Linked DNA regions of Eptesicus fuscus: region 2 is linked to region 1. The links are chromatin contacts, called in public Hi-C maps. All regions are on one chromosome and are shown on one strand. The core of a region is the stretch at or near the end of the contact, and the rest is flanking DNA. Distances in the headings are between cores, read along the strand shown.

Region 1 (3,018 bases), core at 375-2,874:
AGTAGAATAAAGGAATCGAGAAAAAAAGCAAGCGAGTGCAAAGGGTTAATATTTCTCAGTGTATTCCTGAAGGGAAAGATTTCCTGCCTGCCCACTGAAAGCGGTGGCCACGACACCTATCATTAGTGAATTGTTGGGGAAAAGATATTCAAAATGAATCTCTGCTCCCCCACTTAAATACACTACCATTGAACAAGTTTCCACACCCCAGCAAACCCTGCGGTAAACCCCCACTTTACAGAGGGGCACCTAAGGAACTCGCTTAGCACATGAGCTTCCTTAAAACTCTTTCTGCCTCCCCCCCCCCCCCTTACTGGTAAGGGAGGCGTGTTCCGCAGATATTTTTGAATGCAATATTCTTTTCAAAATGACCAAAGGAGTTACAAATCTAAGTGTGACTGCCACACTCCCCACCCCACTCCCTGTCATAACTGCCTCGTGAAAAGCTGCACGGGCCTAATAAACGAATCATCGCTGTGACTGATTACACGGAGACAGCAGAGATTTGCCTTCTCCCCGAGAGAAGTGAACACAAAGCGAGGAACCCAGAGATACCTGGGTAAAGGAGGCGGGCCTCCTCCCTACCCCATAGGCCAAGAATTTCTCAAGTTATCTGACTTCCTAGCCAATCATAAACAGAGAAGAGATCTTAAGTTTTATCAATTTTTCTTTATGCACTGTAACTCTACACTCTCCCAGGACACCAGCCAGGCCAGAGGAGTTTAAGCCCCTGGGAAGCTGGGGGGGGGGGGGGGGGGGGGGAAGAGGGGGCTCAGAACTCGTACTCTCCTCTGGCTAAGGATCCCACCGCACAAAGGTCTCCTGTACAGAGGAGACCTGTACAAGTGCTAGAGCACAAGGCAACCGATCTCTGACTTTCATGATCACAAACAAAGCAGTTCAAAGCCAGAGGCCTCCAAAGAGGGAGCTGCCTGTACTCCAGGTCGGCGCTGCAGAAGTCAGAATGCCTGAAGCAACGAGCTGCAGGGGACACTTCAGGGCAAGGCCTACGTTTGGAAGAAAAAAAAAAAAAAAGCCGGAAGCTTGTAAAAGAGCAAACACGCAGTTCTCCCACGTGGGCCGCGGGCAGAAAGCGGAATCAGAGCGGAAGCACGAGGAGACGGGCTCAGAGCTGCAGGCACACTGCTAGCCCCAGCCGAGCGCATCTCCGGGAAAAGCAGGACCACTCGGGAAAGGCTGGCGCGCGGCGGAGCTCTGCCCACAGCCCCTCTCCAAAGGGCTTGCCCACACCCTGCACGGTGAGGGTGCAGCCGAGACCAAAGGTGGAGGGGGCGAGCTTGCAAGCTTTCCCTCCCGCCCGCTCCCCGCCCCTGGGCGAACCCGTCCTGGTGCAGTGCCCTAGACCTTTCCCGCCTCGGCGGGGGCGCACTGGCAGGGCACCCACGCAGGGCGCACGCCCCCGATGCGCGGTCCCCCCGGGCGGGAGCGAGAGCGCAGCGGGCAGGGGCGGACTGTAGCCGCCAGGACGGCTAATCTCACCTTCACGGCTGTGGGGGTGGCACCTGAGGCCATGTCTGCGCCGGGAGGAGGCTTCGGGATGGGCACGCCGTGGGGGAGAGACGCGCAGCCGGATCGAGCGCGCGGCGCGGGACCGAGCAATGCGGGTCCGGAGTGGCTCTGACTCCTCCTCTTCCTCCCCGGGACAGCTGGATTGGCTGCTGGCGTGGGCTCTCCCCCGCCGCCCCCCTCCTCAAATCGTGGTTCCCGCGTCCCGCCCCGGGTGCAGACTTTTCCGGTTCTCCGTGGGTTTGGGTGTTTCCCCATCCCCGAGGTAACTAACGGGTTTATAACAACGATACTAGTGGAGACCGTTTGTTGAGCGCTTGATTGGTGCCAGACTCTGCTGTGCACTTGAATCAGCCGCGTTAACTTTCCCAAGAACCCCACAGGGAAGAGCAGCACCCCGCTCTGCCAAGTATTGCTGGCTCATCTGTGAAAGCAGGCTGGCCTGCGTGCAGCTCTCGCGGGAGAGAGGATCAGCAGCAGAGGGAGCGGACTGCGGCTTACTCATCTCCAGTTTGGGGGGAGGCTCTTACTAGGCTGAGACCGCGCCTCACTCAGCCTGACTTGACAGGGCCAGCACCGTCTTTAACCCCTCCCACGGGGCAGCATCCAGTCCACCTAGATTCAGACTCCAGGCTCCTGTCTTCATCATTTCACATTGGCTGGTCACCGCCAACACACACACACACACACACACATATGATCCTCCTGGATCACAGATACAAAGGTACATTTGGCCACTTTGTCAGTGGATGAGAGTCTGGCATTGGAAGCTGAGGGGAAAAGTTAAAAGTTCTATGAACAAGCAGCCACTCTGGATAGAGCAGAACATTGTCAAAAAATATCTTAAGAGGGCAATAAGAAAATTAATAGTCATAATAATAAAATTTAAAAATTGCTGCCCCTTTAAATTCCCAGGTAGGCATAAAATCCTCAGAGATGTGTGAATTGGTGTACATTCAGGTTTAAAAGCCTCCATGCCATCACTGGGTAGTAAATTTACAGTGCAGAGACAAGGGAGTTGGACAAGTAGGACTTGAGGAGGGGAGTCAGGATCAGATGAACGGCTGCCAAATGTACTCCTGAGCCTGTCTCAGGGTCATTGGCTTCAAGGGGAAGAAGGTTTTTGTAGGTTCGAGATGCCCAGTTACAAGCAATAAACAACTTCAGGTTTGGTAATTTATAGTTCACATGGCAAGACTCCACAGTTTTTATAAAACATTTACAGAGTGATTTACATAAATATTTGGTTTTCTATCATGATACTTCATTGCCCTTTGGGTTGGCACACCCTGGAGCTGTTCCTTTAACTTGGTTGAGTGCCTTGACTCATTAGTGGTGACCACACTATTTTTGACAACAATTATCAGGTAATCAGATTTCTTAAGAAATAAGCTTAGGGAGGATTTTCAATGATTTGTATTCTGCTTTGGACAAGCTTAAAGAATGCCATAAAAGGAGTCTTTATGATTAGCTAGTTATAAATTAAGAGAG
Region 2 (3,018 bases), core at 190-2,689, 300 kb after region 1:
TAAACTTTAGACCCATATTCCCAACTACCAATAAGACTTCTCCATTTACATATCTCCCAGGCTCGTTAGAAAGGACATCTAATATTAATTCTCCTTTTCAACTTCATTTGTGCCTAAAATTTCTGGTGTAAGAACATCATTTTCTTTTCCTTCGCAGTGTTTAATACAATAGAGATAAAATAAACGTTAGTACTATTTTATGTCTCCTTTCCTGTAACACAAATTATCAACAATAGGAGCCATACATACTTATTTTGTTAACCTGTATTTCTTGACCGCAATTACATGATATGTCATTTAGATACGCAACTTATATATATAGAATCTGAATAGAATGAATGAGTAAATAAATTTTTACCACTCATACTTCAATATCATTTGCACATTGAGGATTTTGATTTTATAATAAACAAATTCAATAAGTTTTCTTTGATAAGAATTTAATAAATAAAACAAATTGCAAACTAAAAAACATGGAGAGGTAAGTATATTTTATAAATTTAAATATAATGTAATTATATTTGACTTTTGGATATTATAAATATGATAGGTGCAAGAAAAAATAGATTAAATAAACAAACAAAGATAGATACATAGATAGATGGATAGATAGATATAGATAGATAGATATAGATAGATAGATAGATAAACAAGCAGTGGGACAGTAACCTCCTAGGGACTGATAAGACTTGAACTGAAATTTTTAACATATTCTTGCTCAAAAGTACTGATGAAATATTTTCTGAATAAAATTTAATAAAATCTGTGACTACAGCAGACATAAGAGCCTTTTGACATGACCTAAGACATATGGGCAAAGGTGGTCTGGCACATTCATCACTGAGAATTATTTCATGGTGACCTCACATCTCCATCCTTATATCTTAACCTTTCTTGCAAGGCTCTTGTTGAGGAGAAGGATCTCATGATTTCCACTCTGACAACTTCCCAGGCGCAGTCACTGTATTTCTTCTCCTTCAGGTAGAGACGGAGGCCCTGGAAGTACCTCTTCAAGGCCAGGGTAGGGCCCTGCGTGGCCAGGGCAGATCCCTCCTCTCCCATCTCCCGCGCCCAACAGGTGTCCAGGTCTTCCAGCTGCCGATGGAGTCCTGTGCGCAGTTGGTCCACGAGGGTCATGTTCCAGGTGACAGAGGAGTTGTCTGTGGGCAAGAGGTCGGAGATCTGCTGGAGCATCTCGTGGAGGACAGAGATGGCCTGGGCCTTCTGGACCTGGCTGCCATCCACCGTTGCCCGGGGGAAGCTGAAGTGCTTTCTGTCCTTCAGACAGAAGAGAGGGGAGATGGTGCTCATGTGGCTCAGAAGCACTAAGTTCTCCCTGCTGAGCAGGACGTGGTCCTGAGGCGGGTCACAGCCCAGAGCTCCACCGGGGCCAGAGCTGAACAGCACCAGGGCCGTGAGTAGCGAGAGCAGGAGGGCCATGGGCAAAGGAGGGTGCTGCTGGCCTGGCTAAGCTGGGCGTCTTGGACAAAGTGAAAGAACAGGGCTGGCTAAGAGATTTTTCACACAATATGTCAAAACAAAATGAACAAAACTAAAAATTATATACGTGTGCCGAAACCGGTTTGGCTCAGTGGATGGAGCGTCGGCCTACGGACTCAAGGGTCCCAGGTTTGATTCCGGTCAAGGGCATGTACCTTGGTTGTGGGCACATCCCCAGTAGGGGGCGTGCAAGAGGCAGCTGATTGATGCTTCTCTCTCATCGATGTTTCTAACTCTCTATCCTTCTCTCTTCCTCTCTGTAAAAAATCAATAAAATATATTTTAAAAAAATAAAATAAAAATTACACACGTGTATTTATATATAGACTAGAAGCCTGATGCACAAAATTCGTGCAAGAGTAGGCCTTCCTTCCCTCCCGGCTGCCGGCACCAGCTTCCCTCTGGCACCCAGGACCCGGGCTTCCCTCGCTTTGCTCTTTTCCTTTGGCTTTTACTCTAAGTAGAATCCTTGAAGCTGAAACACAGCAGAACCAGAGCACCTGGGGGAGTGGGCAGTAAGGTGGGGGAGCCAAGGGATGGTGTACAGGAGGGAATGCCCTCAGTAAAGCAGGACTGGGGAGAGGAGGAGAGGAAGAGTAGAGCTGCCAGGATAAGCCAACAAATACCATGTGTCTTTCCTGCTCCACTCTAGATGACTCCTCTTGGATTTTTCTACCCACTTCTCCATGGACTATAAATCAGTTTTCAACTCAGGTATAAGTACTGAACGTCTTCCATATTTTCCACGATGCTTCTCAGTTCCATGCTTTTCCAGCTTTTGATAGGCATTTTCTGACTAATGGTGGAACTGTTCTATAGGACTTAATAGACAAATCTTAATCTAAGATAGATTTATATAGAACAAAATAAGGATTTAGGTTTTCAGAATCAAAGAGCTCAGATTTCTTTGATAAGAATTTAATAAAGCAAAACGCAAACTGATTGACAAAAGAGTAAAATGTGTTGTAAATATTAATACATGTTGAGATCAAATATTGATTATATAAATACATAAATAAATAATAAATAATAAATAAACAATAAATAAATAACATCAGGGCAGGTATTTTTTAGGGACTAATATCCCAGAAGCTAAATTTTGTAACGTTTTCATGCTTAATAATCTGAGAAAAGATTTGCTGAATAAAACTTAAATTCTGTGACTAAAGCAGAAATAAGAGCCTTTTGACGTGACCCAAGAAATATGTGTAAACATGATGTGGCACATTCATCAATGAGAATTGTTTCAAGGTGACCCCTGGTCTCCATCCTTATTTCTCAGCCTTTCTTGCAAGGCTCTTGTTGAGGAGAAGGATCTCATGATTTCCACTCTGACAACTTCCCAGGCGCAGTCACTGTATTTCTTCTCCTTCAGGTAGAGACGGAGGCCCTGGAAGTACCTCTTCAAGGCCATGGTAGGGCCCTGCGTGGCCAGGGCAGATCCCTCCTCTCCCATCTCCCGCGCCCAACAGGAGTCCAGGTCTTCCAGCTGCCGATGGAGTCCTGTGCGCAGTTGGT

What was found. A called contact is a pair of places that touch in the nucleus more often than the background predicts.
Region 2: a contact with region 1 is called in a Hi-C map of liver, with 4 times the contacts expected there. The contact joins the promoter of LOC129151662 here to the promoter of MTAP in region 1. A contact is called at or near these places in 2 of 2 Hi-C or Micro-C datasets (liver and muscle).

Annotation. Positions count from the first base shown.
Region 1 is chr15:16,829,181-16,832,198 of DD_ASM_mEF_20220401, forward strand. MTAP (methylthioadenosine phosphorylase) reads right to left here and starts at 1,625. Exons shown (of 7, transcript XM_054727408.1): 1 at 1,501-1,625. The coding sequence starts at 1,533.
Region 2 is chr15:17,132,414-17,135,431 of DD_ASM_mEF_20220401, forward strand. It overlaps LOC129151662 (interferon omega-2-like), which reads right to left and starts at 1,440. Exons shown (of 1, transcript XM_054727361.1): 1 at 853-1,440. The coding sequence starts at 1,440. The coding sequence ends at 853. It overlaps LOC129151670 (interferon omega-2-like), which reads right to left. Exons shown (of 1, transcript XM_054727377.1): 1 at 2,747-3,018. The coding sequence ends at 2,747.